Linked DNA regions of Mus musculus: all the other regions are linked to region 2. The links are chromatin contacts, called in public promoter capture Hi-C and targeted proximity ligation maps. All regions are on one chromosome and are shown on one strand. The core of a region is the stretch at or near the end of the contact, and the rest is flanking DNA. Distances in the headings are between cores, read along the strand shown. Region 1 has its middle 18 kb from the start of Gm41329. Region 2 holds the start of Wdyhv1 (WDYHV motif containing 1). Region 3 overlaps Tatdn1 (TatD DNase domain containing 1).

Region 1 (2,931 bases), core at 143-2,642, 640 kb after region 2:
CGAGCGATTACAGGTGCTGAAGCGCTTTCTAGGCCAGGTGTGGTAGGGACGCGTGCCTATAATCATCACATTTACAAGGTGGAGCCTGGAGGGTCAGGAATTCGAGGCTGGCCTCAGTCACAAAGGGAGTTCACTCCAGGTCACCCTGGGAGGCATGAAACAAAGTCTTAGAAGAGAAAAGGAAGCTATCTTGGCCCCAGCATGGTGGTACACGGCTATAATTCCAGCATCAGGCAGGAGGAAGCAGGGACAGAAGCAAGTTCAAGGACAGAGTAGGCAAACCCTGTCTCAAAAATGAAATGAAGTTTAAAAAAAAAAAACAAAACAGTCAGTTGATTGCTTCGGTGAAGAAAAAGCAGTTTGTAAAATCCAGTACACATTTATGATTAAAAAACAGACATCCTACCAGATAGGACAGAAATTGTTACTCCGGTAAGAAACATCTATTAAAAAAAAAAAAGGCAATTTTTTTTTTTTAAGAAACTATGAAAATTTCCACTCTTGACGCTCCTGCTCAAAAGCTGAAGGAAGAGGCACTGCCCACGCTGTGTTGATGATCTCCAGCAAAATCCTAAGCCAAGCACAGCATCTCAGCATAGGAGAATCAACCTCTCACAACCAGGCGGACAGGTGACTACCCAAGTCAGAAACAGAAAAGACCACACAGGCAAATGACTACATAAATAAGCAGCTTGAGCAAACAAAACCTATACAGAAGCTGTACATAGAAAACAATTAAATGCTATTTATACGTGACAAGGACAGTAAATATCCAGAAAGAAAAGACCTAGAAGAAACAATGAGCCAGAAGAAACTAGAGAGCTGGTTTTACACACACACAAAAATCTATGAACTGCTGTTGGATTCAAGATGGAGGATGAATTACACACACAGAGAAGAGTTGTTGAAAATGCATCTTCCCAAACTGAGTTGGGAAACAGTGCAATTGAGATGTGCCAGTATGATCTTGTTGGTTTGCTGGGTTTTATGCTGCAACAGGCTGGCTGGTATCTGCAAGTTGGCCTTAAACTGTATACAGAACACAAGGGACCAATTGGGGCACAAGCAGTGTCAAAGAATTATTTGGCAGAATATAACTAGCTAGGGGGAAGAACAGAAAATGAAGGAGTTCAAGTATGTGCTCTATCAGTACTACTTCTTCCATAATGAAGTATCACAGATCACAAATGCATTAACTCATGGCTTGTAGGTCAGAAGTCTTGTGGGCCTGGCTAATCTCTCAGCACTGGGTCTCACAAAGACAAAATCAAAGTGCCAGGGGCTTTGTCACTTTCTGGAGTTTCTAGAGGGGAGCCCATTTCCCTGCTCGTGCAGGAAGCTGGGGATATAAATTCTCTGTTTTCTTACTGACTCAGCCTCTGGAGGTGGTCCAAATTCCTTGGATCATGGCCTCTTTCCTCCATCCTCAAAGATATTAACAGAGCTGGGAGTCACTCCCTTTTTCCTATACTGGGTACTGAATTATCCACATCCTTAATGCCGCATGCAAACCCGTTATACAGCAGCCTCTCAAGTTCCAGGGATTCGGACCCAGCATCTTCAGTGTGTATGCGGAAACATTTGGGGGCATACACCTCGGTGCACCTTTGGTTTTTCTCTTTATCCTATTTTCTGATGATCACCTTCAGACCCCTCCTTCTGTTGGCTCCTCAGTTCTAATCTTTTCTGTGAAGCCTTCTGCTTTTTCCTTTCCATCCTAAACAGGGCCCATTTCCCAGAGTTTCCAAGGGAAAGCCACAGTTTGAGAACCCAAAGCTCTCTTGGGTTCTGTACTCTTGTAGAGAGCTTTTAAAACTACAGAGGCCAAATCGCCCACCAAGTAGAATGTCAGCCTCTAGGCTGAAGGCAGCTACAGAAGCTAGCTAGCTCAGCTCACGGATGCCCACTCATCTTAGGCTTCCCTTTGTCAAATTCTTCAAATAGGTGAGCCCTAGTCTTCAGCCACATTTTCCGCTGGATGGCCAGGATGGATTTTTGCTGGGTAATGATCATTGCAAGAACTACTGACCACTGTATCCCAACTCTTTCTCTGCCTGAATGGAAATGGTTGGCACATGCTACGTGTGTTGGATCAGGTGTTTTCCATGTATAGGTTATCTGATACCAAAGTGTCACTTAAAGACAGGACAGGATGCTGCTGTTCTTGATCAACAGTCACTGCTCAGGAACTTGAGCCTTCTCCCAGATGGGTATCTTCACACTGAGGGGACAGGTGAGGTATGAATATGTGGTAGCCAAAGTGACAGATTGTGAGAGACAGCTGCCTCCTCAGACATCCTTCTCATTTCTTGCTACAGACTTGGTCACTCAGAATGGAGACAACTGTAAGCTTCTAGGTAGAAATTTGAGAGACGTGTCACATAGTGATTTAAGTCACTTTGAGCCATTTACCTTTTTTTAATTCCTTCTTCCTGTGCAGGATGTGGATATAACTGATGGGACTCAACCAACCATTTTAGACCATGCATTGACTTTTAAGTATAAAATTTATACTTGAAACAACAGGACTCTAGGTCTCTAACCATTTTCTGAAGTGTAACCCCTTTACCAGGTCTGAACAACATGCTGTGATAATGTTATTATACAGGACACAAGTTTCTGCCTCGTTTCTGGTATTGTTATCCTGGGATTTCAATATCTGTACCTGGAGCTAATGTAATCAGGATGGTTCAAACCACAGTTCTCAAATTGGAGGTGTGATCTGCAGAGTTTCAGTGTTTGTATTAAAGTAGTTTGTGTGTTCAAAACATTTTTCCTAATACATTAAGGCATTATTCCTTTTTCCACTATGGTATGGTCACTGACAGAGCAAAAGGAATGATGTGCCTGTAGCTGCAGAGGGTGAGCAGGGTGCCTGGAGCCTAGGAATTTGAGATCAACCTGGGAAACACAACTAGATAGGAGTGGAAA
Region 2 (2,839 bases), core at 222-2,721:
CCTTTGGTGATGAACAGGAATGTGAAAGTGTAAGCTGAATAAACCCTTTCCTCCCCAACTTGCTTTTCCTTGCTTCTCGGTCATGATGTTTGTGCAGGAATAGAAACCCTGATTAAGACAGAAGGCCATTGCTGTCCACACACAACTGCAAGCAGGCTTCCCCAAGTTCTGGTGTCTGTCCAGAGCTGACTCCACTGGAGGGCAGGATGATCACACAACTAGCTCTGGTCCCTTCTAGAAACTGCAGGGATCCTCTTTCCCTTGCAATCTCTTTCCATCCTTCTACTGAGAAAGCTTAACTTCACACTCACTTTGTACTAACCAAGAGAGGCTTCATGACTGCCACTCCCTGCCTCCCAGCCTCTGTTGAAGGGAGTATTCAAGCTGAAACAATAAATTGGTAACAGACACAAACACATGTTTAGTTTGTAGGATTTATGGGTTTTGGACAGCAGCTGAAGTTCACCAGAATACCACCAGCACAGCACTTTATGGGGTTGGGGTCTCAGAAGGCTGAGAGTCTGTGGGTGGCCTATAATCTAATCTTAAGAAGTCCAGCGTTTGCAGGGAGGTTCTCTGAGCACTTAAGGCACACACAGGAGACTGGGATGTCTATAGAGACAGTTCTCTATGTCTTTAATTCACTATGCATAAACACTGTTTTAGCAATTTGGTGTCTTCTCTTTTGAAAATAAATATGATTAACACAAAATGCTATCCAGACTCTTTAAATCTTTTTTTTTTTAAAAGAAAAATTCTTTTGTAGTCTAGGATCACCTTGCATTAGAAGCAATCCTCCTGCTTCAGTCTCCTGCATGCAAGGACTTTAGGTGTCTGTCACCACACCTGGTTAAAACTTTTTTTCTTTAAAATACACACACACACACGGAGAGGGAGAGAGATCCAGATGAGAAGAAATTAAATTACAATATGGTGAGATCTGGGTGCACTGCACTAACACCCCCCCCCCCCCCCCCCGTTCGCCTTTCTTTCTCAGTTCCTGCTCTAAAGGTTCAGCTTTCGTGCGTGCCCAAGCATCTCTTAGTTTAGAGTTTCTTCTGGTTTCACACAGCGGGCAACCTTAGCTGGAGTTTTAAGTGTATCCGGAAGCTCATATCTAAACACTGGCAACAACACAAGCAATCCCTCCATGGGAGGGCGACTAGGTCTACGCAGCGTAGCTCAAGAACAGGTTCGGTTTGGGGTCCGGGTGGTGGGGGGGGCGGGGCGAGAGGGAAGCCTCTAAGTGCATCCCGCTCTGCCACAGGCTCCACCCACCACGCAAAACCTGGCAAGAACTACACAGTTCAAGTCATCCTAAGATTCGCATTCCCAGCCCCCTCTCCACCAGCCTCGCCCCACCCCCACCCCCCTCAGATCCCACTCATTCTCTCAGGCCCCGCCCACCCGGAACCACGCAGGCTTCGTCATCCCGGGCTCCGCCCTCACGCTGCACGGGGCCCCGCCCACCCGGCTCTCGGCTCTCCCACCCGGAAACTGTCCTGGCCGCCTACTCTGTTGTCCTCTCCTCCTGGGAGACTGGCGACAATTGCGGCCAGCGGGTTGTTTAGTTGACCTGTGAGCCACAGCTTCGGGTCATGGAGGGGGACGGCCCCGCCGCCACGGCCCCGCAGTACCAGCCGGTCTGTCCTACGCGGGACGCATGTGTCTACAACAGCTGCTATTGGTGAGAGAGCGCGGGCGCGGACCCCGGGAATCTGCGCGGTTTCGCGCGCCGCCACCAATGCGCCCCTCTCCTGGATGCTCCCCTGAGTGCTGCTGCTGGCCTACACTGCCCGGGTTTAGCGCCGGGATGAGGAGGGTGGGGAACGCATTTCTGGTCTCCTTAGCTGAGCCTGAGCAGTGGGGTGAAGTCGGGGCGTCTTAGTGCATAGGGACAAGGGAGGGAGGGGAGTTAGGCTGGAGACCCAATGGTAACTGTTGAAGTCTGCATTGATTCAGGTTGAAGTATACGTCTTTATAATTTTAAAGACAATGGAGACACAGAATTTGTGGTAGTAGGAAATCCAGTTCAGGCAACTGGCTACCCTGATTACCTTACTGGCATTACCTTACTGGCCATATGATAATGGTTGCATTTGCACCATCCTTGCCATATGCTAGGCATTGTTTTGCGTGCATGGTGTAAATTAACTCAGTTGAACCTCACAGTAATCCCAAGAGGTAGGTACTGGTGTGATTGCAGCTTGGAAGAACTCTGAGGTACTGAAGGGTGTGCTGCTGTTTTACACAAGGCCCCGGGATTGTGAGGTTAGTGTCCTAGGCTGCTTGTGCAAACACCGTTCACCTTGCCTTTTTTGTCCCTAGGCCTCATCTTCCTTTTGTGTAGGGACTGCTATCCCAACTCAGGAGAAACCTCAGGATCATTTAAATAGACTCCTCTCAACTCTAGCTGGTCACTCAAACAAGGACTCTAAGAACTTAGCATTCAGCTGTGACTGACCAGTGACCACTTTAGCTCAAGTCCAAGTGCTTGCCCTGGTTCTCAATCTTCCAGGGCTGTGACCCTTTAATACAGATCTTCTTGTTGTGGTGACCCACAGCTGTAAAAACTTCGTTGCTATTTCACAACTAATTTTGCTACTGTTAAGAATCGTAGTGTAAATATCTGATATTCAACGCCATGACCCACAGATTGAGAACAGGGGGTGGTAGAGCGATGTCTTGGAGACAGGTTCTGTGGTAATTATTGACACTACAAAGGCTGAACTATAGAATGGTTGTGGTTTGTCCCAGACCACACAACTAAGTGGAATGAGATCTGGAGTCTACATGGTGGTTGGGAGTCCTTCTTTTTTAGCTGTTGCATTATAGATCT
Region 3 (2,843 bases), core at 334-2,833, 770 kb after region 2:
CAGGCTGAGCAAGCCAGGGGAGGCAAGCCAGTAAAGAACATTCCTCCATGGCCTCTGCATCAGCTCCTGCTCCCTGACCTGTTTGAGTTCCAGTCCTGACTTCCTTTGGTGATGAACAGCAGCATGGAAGTGTAAGCCGAATAAACCCTTTCCTCCCCAACTTGTTTCTTGGTCATGATGTTTGTGCAGGAATAGAAACCCTGACTAAGACAGATATATACATACAGTTTTATTATACTAGCATCGGTCTGCTGGGATATATACATACAGTTTTATTATACTAGCATCGGTCTGCTGGGATATATATATACAATTTTATTATAATAGCATCGGTCTGCTGGGATATATACATACAATTTTATTATACTAGCATCGGTCTGCTGGGATATATATATACAGTTTTATTATAATAGCACTGGTCTGCTTTCTAAGCAAAACCAGATTTATATATATATATATATATACACACACACACACATATATACATATATATATATATATATATATATATACATACATACATGTATATGTACATGTGTGTATGTGTGTGTTGTTTCACAGGTCTTTAATGTAGTAGCACCTACAATGTTTTTCTTTCAAGCCAGACTTGAAAATCACAATCTGTCATTATTTCTGGTGACACAAAGCAAGAAGTTATCTGCTCTGCAGCTAGGTGTATCTCTACATCACCTTCCCTGCAGAGTTCTGAAAATCCCACTGCACTTCTCTTTTAGAGGACACCTTTTCTTTTAGAAATGATTAATCAGCTAGAGTGGTGAGAACATTGCTTTTAAACTGCCAGCTGCGGCCTTGAGGGATGACTCAGCAGTTAAGAGTGCTTGCTGCTTTTGCAGAGGAGTTCAGTTCCCAGCACCCACACTGAGCACCTCCAGGCAATTGGACGCCTGCTTCTGGCCTTAGTGTGTGAAAGGGGGGGGTGGGGAGGGCAGAGACAGGGAGACAGAGATGGTGGGGAGAACTTATATACAAGAAACAATAAAAGTAAAAGAAATTTTAAAAAAAGCAATTGTCACACCATTCACATCAGTTAAACAGGCAGAAAGGACTGAGACCGTATTTTCTCCTGCTCTAGGTAATGTGTGTAATCAAAACCAGTAACTAACAGTAGGGCTTATTTAGCAATGAATTCACATCACTGTCCATGGATAACTATGTTATACAGCTGCTAGCAAGATTTGTAACACCAAGCAGAAGAATTCCTTGGAAAATACACATGGGTCAGCAACTGGCAGGGTGACCCACTAGGTAAAGGTGCTAAGCCCTTAACATTTCCAGTGAACAACAACAATGAAAAATCCCTTCACTAATATGAAGGTAATTTAAAGTGTGATCTCTTATAAACTAATTCAGAGAACTATATATAGTACTTTATTTAGCAACTTATTAAAGCCAAATATTTTGGTTGCTTTTGCTGTTCCTGGTATTAACTTTTTGAAATGATAGACTCATCCAAGTAAAGACTTACTTAGAAATAAAGAGGAGTGAGCAGTGGAGTCCAGAATGACAACCCATGCCGTCAGTAATGCCCAGGACGTTAGCTAAAACCCATGCTGTCAGTAATGCCCAGGTCATTAATTAAAGCCTTTCTCAATTCCTAAGTATAGCTGCTAAAGGGAAAATTACAGTCAGTAAACTCCAGAGGAGATGTGCACAGTAGCATGAACATGACAGCAGTACAGAGCACAGCCCTATCACTAGTGGGATGTAGCACCAAGCAGAGCTAAGCGTAAAAAACAGACGGCAACAGTCAGCGAGATGATTGACTGGGTGAAGATGCTAAGCCTGGTCAGTCCCGTGACCAACTCTGCAGTTATTCTGACCTCCACACGAATACCATGGCACATATGTGTACATGTACACACACACACTAAACATATTAAAAACACACATGTATTCCACAACATTCCAAAAAGGAATATATGTCATAAAGTATCCAAGCAAAGAAATGTATTACAGCAAAAATTTAGGGTTAGATTAACGTTCTTCCACTGATACATGGAACTGTGACCTAAATAACAATCTTTACTCCCAAAGGATGGTCACTGAACCTCTCCTGAAATTGTATATGAAATTTTGTGTACGTGAGCATTTTTAAAACACAGATTATCTACTCAAGTTCATGATCCAACTGACTAGAAGTCACTACCATGGCTGTCACAGTGCAGTGAGAGTAGAGAATATATATTGGAAATGTCTCAGGAGGAAGGACTAAAAGGACCACACAAGAAACATTTAAGAGGAAAATATATCACGGAAGATGAGCCATCATTAGAGGGAAGAGAACGACTACCAGCTAGCAAATTAGGAAAGGAAACTTGGTCTGGCAGTGGTGGCACACACCTTTAATCCCAGCAATTGGGAGGCAGAGGTAGGCGGATTTCTGAGTTTGAAGCCAGCCTGGTCTACAGAGTGAGTTCCCAGGACAGCCAGGGCTATACAGAGAAACCCTGACTCAAAACAAACAAACAAACAAACAAACGGGCTGCACAGAGAGAGAAACTCTGTCTCAAAAAAACAAATAAAACAAAAAAAAGGAAAGAAAAGAGAGAGAGAAAGAGAAAGAAAGAAAGAAAGAAAGAAAGGGAGAAAGAAAGGAAAGAAAGAAAGAAAGAAAGAAAGAAAGAAAGAAAGAAAAGAAAAGAAAACCTGAAAGAAACAATGGAATAGTCTAAGACATCGTGAAAATCGATTTGATTAGAGAACAGCAAAGGCCAGCTCTCAGGCTTACTGCACAGTGGGAAAAGACGATTCACATTTGTTTCTCCTAAGTAGAATTCAGTACTCATTCTTGTACTTTAAGCAAAATAAATGTAACTAAAAGT

The links. Promoter capture Hi-C pulls out the DNA fragments that hold promoters and counts their contacts.
Region 1: a targeted proximity ligation map of pancreatic cancer cells shows a contact between it and region 2. A contact is called at or near these places in 6 of 39 promoter capture datasets (the 3T3-L1 cell line, 3T3-L1-derived adipocytes, hippocampal neurons and 1 more) and 3 of 130 datasets of targeted methods (embryonic stem cells, large pre-B cells and pancreatic cancer cells).
Region 3: a contact with region 2 is called in a promoter capture Hi-C map of hippocampal neurons, with 4 times the contacts expected there. A contact is called at or near these places in 10 of 39 promoter capture datasets (the 3T3-L1 cell line, the C10 cell line, the HPC-7 cell line and 7 more), 3 of 484 Hi-C or Micro-C datasets (the Ba/F3 cell line, the G1E-ER4 cell line and LSK cells), 5 of 130 datasets of targeted methods (the 230-238 cell line, craniofacial prominence, effector CD8 T cells and 2 more) and 3 of 9 other capture datasets (adipose tissue, liver and macrophages).

The regions. Positions count from the first base shown.
Region 1 is chr15:58,776,164-58,779,094 of GRCm38.p6, forward strand. No RefSeq gene overlaps it. Among named protein-coding and RNA genes, the nearest start is that of Gm41329, 18 kb to the left of the region's middle.
Region 2 is chr15:58,139,895-58,142,733 of GRCm38.p6, forward strand. It overlaps Wdyhv1 (WDYHV motif containing 1), which reads left to right and starts at 1,472. Exons shown (of 6, transcript NM_029734.2): 1 at 1,472-1,687. The coding sequence starts at 1,599.
Region 3 is chr15:58,913,143-58,915,985 of GRCm38.p6, forward strand. All of the region lies in intron 8 of Tatdn1 (TatD DNase domain containing 1), which reads right to left. Among named protein-coding and RNA genes, the nearest start is that of Gm36559, 19 kb to the right of the region's middle.